Regions from separate parts of the Mus musculus genome. Here region 1 is linked to region 2. The links are chromatin contacts, called in public HiChIP or PLAC-seq maps. All regions are on one chromosome and are shown on one strand. The core of a region is the stretch at or near the end of the contact, and the rest is flanking DNA. Distances in the headings are between cores, read along the strand shown.

What was found. HiChIP or PLAC-seq counts read pairs in DNA pulled down with a chosen protein or histone mark.
Region 1: a contact with region 2 is called in an H3K27ac HiChIP or PLAC-seq map of SST interneurons, with 5 times the contacts expected there. The contact joins two enhancer-like sites. A contact is called at or near these places in 17 of 484 Hi-C or Micro-C datasets (brain, cerebral cortex, cortical neurons and 9 more), 8 of 115 datasets of contacts at active chromatin or transcription factors (PVALB interneurons, SST interneurons, embryonic basal ganglia and 5 more) and 1 of 9 other capture datasets (embryonic stem cells).

What each region holds. Positions count from the first base shown.
Region 1 is chr15:73,981,185-73,983,884 of GRCm38.p6, reverse strand. No RefSeq gene overlaps it. Among named protein-coding and RNA genes, the nearest start is that of Gm32355, 7.5 kb to the left of the region's middle. Within about 2 kb of position 1,309, at least 35 of the 459 cell types and tissues checked have an H3K27ac peak or open chromatin away from gene starts, as enhancers often do. A contact at or near this core is called in SST interneurons, cerebral cortex, cortical neurons and 1 more, where this site is marked.
Region 2 is chr15:73,855,601-73,858,300 of GRCm38.p6, reverse strand. No RefSeq gene overlaps it. Among named protein-coding and RNA genes, the nearest start is that of Mroh5, 17 kb to the right of the region's middle. Within about 2 kb of position 1,275, at least 12 of the 459 cell types and tissues checked have an H3K27ac peak or open chromatin away from gene starts, as enhancers often do. A contact at or near this core is called in SST interneurons, cerebral cortex, cortical neurons and 1 more, where this site is marked.

The sequences.
Region 1 (2,700 bases), core at 60-2,559, 130 kb before region 2:
GATTCCAGCCCGTGGTCACCAGGCCCTGTTGCTTTGGGTCTATGGCAGCAGAGTATATCATGGTGGCAGAGAAGGCCTGTTCACCCCTCAGAGCAAGGAAGCTGAGAGAGGGGGTAGGTTCCCCATACTTTTCTTCAAGGGGGCACCAATGACTTAACTTCCTACCACCAGGCCCCACCTCTTAAAGACTCCACCCTCCAATGTCCCTGGCTATGATTAAGTTAGTATATGGGCCTTTGGGGAACATTCCCGACATAACCGTTGCCCATGGGTTTACAGAGAAGAGGTAAAGCCCTGGGGTGCAGAAAGCTCTGTCCTGTGTAAGCTGGAAGGATGAAGAGGGACTAGCAGCTGCAGGCTTGCTCATGAGTATGTCTGTGTGGATGCATCTGTGTGTCTCTCTGTACCCCTAAGTGTACCTATGTGAAAGAGGAGGCCACAGAGGCAGGTGGTGACCCTAAGACAATGACCTAGACTCAGCCTGTTCTGGGACAGTAATTTCCTAGAGTTCATGTGCAGGTGAGATGGTCTCAGGACCTTCCCACCACAGGGCTGGGACAATGTTGTGTGTGTCTGAGATCATGTCATTCTTTCACGGAATACTCAAATTCAGACCCATTTTGTTCCAGGCCTGAGGCCAGCCAGCCAAGGATCTGAAGAGATGGCTCTGGAACCTTGGCCTCCATATCTTACCTCTGTCTCTTCCTCTGTCCTTTGGCCATATTGGCTGGGCCTCCCCATCAGGTCTGTATCCCCAGCCATGACCTTCACAGAAGACCAACAAAATATGTTCCCTTGAGAAAACCCTATAATCATAATTCCCTTAAGATCCATACAGAAATTCCTATGTAGCTTCCCAGAAAGAGCTGTCCATTTCTTTAGCAGGTGTACTGTGATCATGTGCTTAGCAAACAGATACTGAACCCAAAGTCAATACCTACTTCACTTCAGGCCAGTAGCCTCAGACACACCCAGGAATCAGGCCTGGAAGGACCCTAGGTTATCTCCTCCCCTGAGTTCTACTTGGCCTTGTTCACGTGCACACTGCTCCACAGTGACAGCTTGTGATCCTCAGCCTTACTCTAAGGCAAAAAAAGAGCCCTATGCTGAGCTAGTGTGCACCCCAGCCTGGCACATAGTAGGTACTCAATAAAGGAAGGTAGGGAGACAGGCAGGGTAGGGGGAGGTAGAGAGAAGAGAGAGGTCTCCAGTGGTTTTCTCGGAAGCAGCCTTCCCCCTCTCTCCCTCCCCTCTGCCCCCACCCCCGGTTGGCTGGGCTCCCTTGTCCTGAGTCAGCACGCCTGTGCATGTGCCTGTGTGGCCGTGGGTGGTGGCAGTGGGCTGGGACATTCTCATGCCAAGCAGGCTCTGCGCGCGCTGTCCTCGCCGCCTGCACAGTTCTCTCGTTGCTGCGTCTGAAAATGTCAACTTCTTATCTCGCCAGAATTTTTCCTGACTTGGAGAATTCAATAAAGAAGCTGAGTAACACTTAAAATAATAATGAAGCCCGGGGTTGCTGCAACTCCCGGCTGGCTCTGCGGCCAGGCTGCCTTGCCGCCATGATCAATCTTCATTTTCACACCGGGTGCCAGACAGCTCTGCAGGGTGGGGCTGGCCGGAAGCCCTGGGGAATTCACAGGCCACCAGGATGCCCGGGCACTCACCTGCTACTCTGAGCAGCGGGAGAGAGAGGCCATGCTGAACCTAACCTCCCTCACACACCAAGTCACTCCACATCGCAGTACCCCATCACTTACTACACCTGCTTCCCTGTGCCTGGACCCGTGCTGTTCCGTCCACCCAGTGCTAGCATCAAGGAAACTCCTATCTACTCCTCAAAACCCAGCTCAGGGTTCAGATAAGCCTCACTAGTTCTGTAGCCTTTGGACAGAGCAGTGTGCTCAGAGGGGTTTGTGGGTTGGAACCCCTCGGCTGCTTTCCTCTATTTTTGCCACCATGTGTTAACTAGCTAAGCACACTGCAATAGGTATGCAGAGACAAGAGGCTCGCCCAGGATCCAGAGATGCAGCAGCTGAATCCAGAAATAGCTGGGACTGTCTGCTACTACCCAGAAGCCCTTTCGGCCTGAGAGTGCCTAGCTGATAGATGAAGAGACTGGAAACCAGAAGGGAGAGAGAGAGAGAGAGAGAGAGAGAGAGAGAGAGAGAGAGAGAGAGAGAGAGAGAGAGAGAGAGAGAGAAAGAGAGAGCTGCATCCTGACAGAGGCAGCCCTGAACTGGAAGGCCCAGATATCACTATGGGGACGAGGCATGTGAGCTCTGGGTCCTGGCTGCCCTGTGAACTTGGTCGAGTTCACTGACACTGGAGGAGGCCCACTGTGTTCACCTGTGAGATCAGACCATGGTTGTCCAATCAGCAGGGTATATGGCTGGCCCATGCCCACAATGGAGGCCTATGTGAGAGCCAATCAACCTTGCTTGTTGCTCGGGGCTCTCCAGTCCTTCCTCAGTCCCTCAAGGGCCTCGCTGTTTGGTTTGAATCTACTCCAATTTGTCAACAGCTTTCTTTACAGGGGCTCTTACCGAATGTCTGCAAATTGACTCCTAGGCTAATGAGAACCAATTAATCTTCCCTCCTCCCTCCAACCCCGGCCAGCATCAGCCTAGCCCATCTCTCACTGCTCTCTTCTCTAGGCACAGAGCAAGGCCAGGACGAAAAGATCCAGCCTAGAGCAGCCAC
Region 2 (2,700 bases), core at 26-2,525:
ACAAGAACGGAGACAGGTTGATTCTACATAATGTGGTGTTGACCCTTGTCCTCCCATTTCGGGGGGGGTGGGGGTGAGCAGCAGCTTTTGGTCAGGGCAGAACCAAAGGACAGAGCTTATGTGCCGTCTCCTCCTGGAAACACAAATAGCACAGCAGTGCTTTCACCTAGAAAAGAGGCCTGGGAGGAGGAAAGCCCGTGCCCAATGCCTCGCTCGCTTCCTTCCACCCACAGAGGAATCAAGCTGCCCGCTCCCCATCCCACAGCACGAGGCTTTGAGGGATTTCCACACAGTGCGCTGTGCTATGAGGCTAGGGTTTTCACTGGAAACCTGGGACAGAAGAACCAAGGGATGTGGGTACACCTGAGCAGGTCTGATTGCTACGCTCCTCAGACCCAGCCATCCGGGGCTAACACTGGGTGCCGAAGACGCTGCCCTGGGCTGGGCAGGAAAAGCTCTAGCACAGGCTGGGGCCAGGAGACGGGCGCTTCCTCCCTGATCCTCATTTTGCTCCCTTTCATGGCATATTTCCGCCTCCATTTCGTTAATTACTCTCCACTCAGCCTCATTCTTTCCTTCATTCAAGAAGGGGAACAGCACACTGGAGTCTCTTTGGAGGAGGAAACTCTTTGAGATGGCGCATCTGTTCCCTGTATGGGGGCGGCAGGGTGGGGGCAGCGCCTCAGAACTCCACTCTCTGTCCTTGTCCCTTCTCCACATGGCTTCTAGCCTACTACCCAGGCCCCAGAACTGTGTAACCCAAAGGTGGTGTGGTGCGGTCGTTTCAGGCTGGCAGGTGGGATGGGATGTCTCCTCTGGCGGAAGATGAAGGGAATCGGGTTAAAGAGGCCACAGCTAGCCAGCAGACCCACCAAGCTCTGAGCACCAGATGTAAGTAAGTAAGTTACCACAGGGGTTGGGAACTGAAGCTGGAGCGCTGTGTTCAGTGTTCAGCCAACCCCGGGGCATTCTTCTGTTTACCACAGGACAAAGGAGATCAGGTTGTACACTCACATGCCTGGCCAGCAGCCACCAGGCACTTCGGTATGCTACGTGGGGAGCAGACTGGGCACTCTGTCACTGAGACTCTCAAAGGAATATACAGTCCGGCAGGGGAAGAAAATAAAAATCACAGCCACGCCCCAAGAAGAGGCGGCATCACAGAACAGGGACCCCCAGGACCCAGACACAAAGCTAGGAAAAGATCTCTAGCGTGCACAGCCTTTAGTCAGGCCAGGAACCCCTTGGCAAAGACCACTCAAGGCAGCCCCTGAAGGCACGACACCTCACCTCCCACCGAGCCTCAGACCTCCGGACACACTGCTGAATGCCAGAGCACTTAGGATGATTTATTAATCTGACAGGAGCTTTTTGAGATCTTAATGTGGTGCTTAGAACCTATTTAACTGGGCAACCAAAAAAACCCCAACACCGGGCAAAAGTAGATCACGTGTGTTGGGCCTTCCAGGCCCTGGCTGTCACTCCCCCTCGGTGTGCTCTGTGGCCCTCATTTAAAACAAGTGTCCAGTGTACTGAAGAAGGCGTCACTGTGGGCTGGGGCAGGGGGTGGATAAAGGGTCTGTACATCTGTGATTAGACTGAAAGAGGAATGGTCAAGGTAATTAATTGTTGTTGGTTTTTTTTAAACTTCAAAAAAAATTAAGTTTCCCATCAGCTCCCACACGCCTGCGTAAATCCTATCTGCTTATGTAAATAATGCGACCAGTGATAACATTAATTAGAAGAATAAGGCTTGTGCTCACCCAACTGCAGATAGCAGGTAGTTGGGGAGAGGATTAATTCCTATTTTAATTAGAAATGTATGTTTTCGGCAGCTTGGCCTCCAGCACAGAAAAGTGTCCATGTCCGGGGACAAACTCTGGTTCCTTCCAAATGTGGTGACTTCCTAAAGGACACTGGGGGACATCTACTTCCAAATGGCATCCCTTGCCAGCACGGCGCTGACTAATAACAAAGGAAGGATAAAGGCAGTCTAGTGTGAGGGGCCACGGGGCCTTTGCACGGGCAGCTCTTCAACAAGTCTGCCTACACTTATTCCATCTGCAGCAGTTACCCCAGGTTGCTCAGAGGGCTGCGGTGCAGGGCAGCCCTGTGATGGAGGAGCCACAAGGGAGAACCAACCATGAGGGGTGACATTTGCTTCTTAATGCACCCAACACGGGAAGGTGCCACAGGGGCGAGACTGGATATAATGGAGCAAATAACAGCATAGACCCCCTGCCCTACAGGGTTTGGAGTCAAGGATGCTTCTCTGTGCTCCTTATGCCGCGCTCACAAATGAAGAAGAGACCAAGTGATCCCTACATGCCCTGCGTCTACAGCACCATGCTGGTGTGAGCGCTGGACTGGGGCTTTGGTGCTGATGTTGCAGGAATGGGTGATGAGCCTGGGTGCCTAGGAGGGGTAGGGCTTGTTTCTGTTTGAGTCTGCAATCATACAGAAGGTTAAAGGACACTGCCCAGTGGACAGTGATGGTCAGGCAGAGAATGCCTCTCCCCTGACCACTCCCTAGGGGGAGGTTAAGCAAGGAGGTTCCCATACCTAGAGAAGGAAAGTACAAACTAAAGTGTGTGCCCAGATTCCTATGCTGGACCCTGAATGGCTGGTCCCTTAGGCTGGAACTGGATTTTGAAGCTAAGCTTTAAGGTGGTGACAGAGGCAGTAGGAGGCTACTTGACT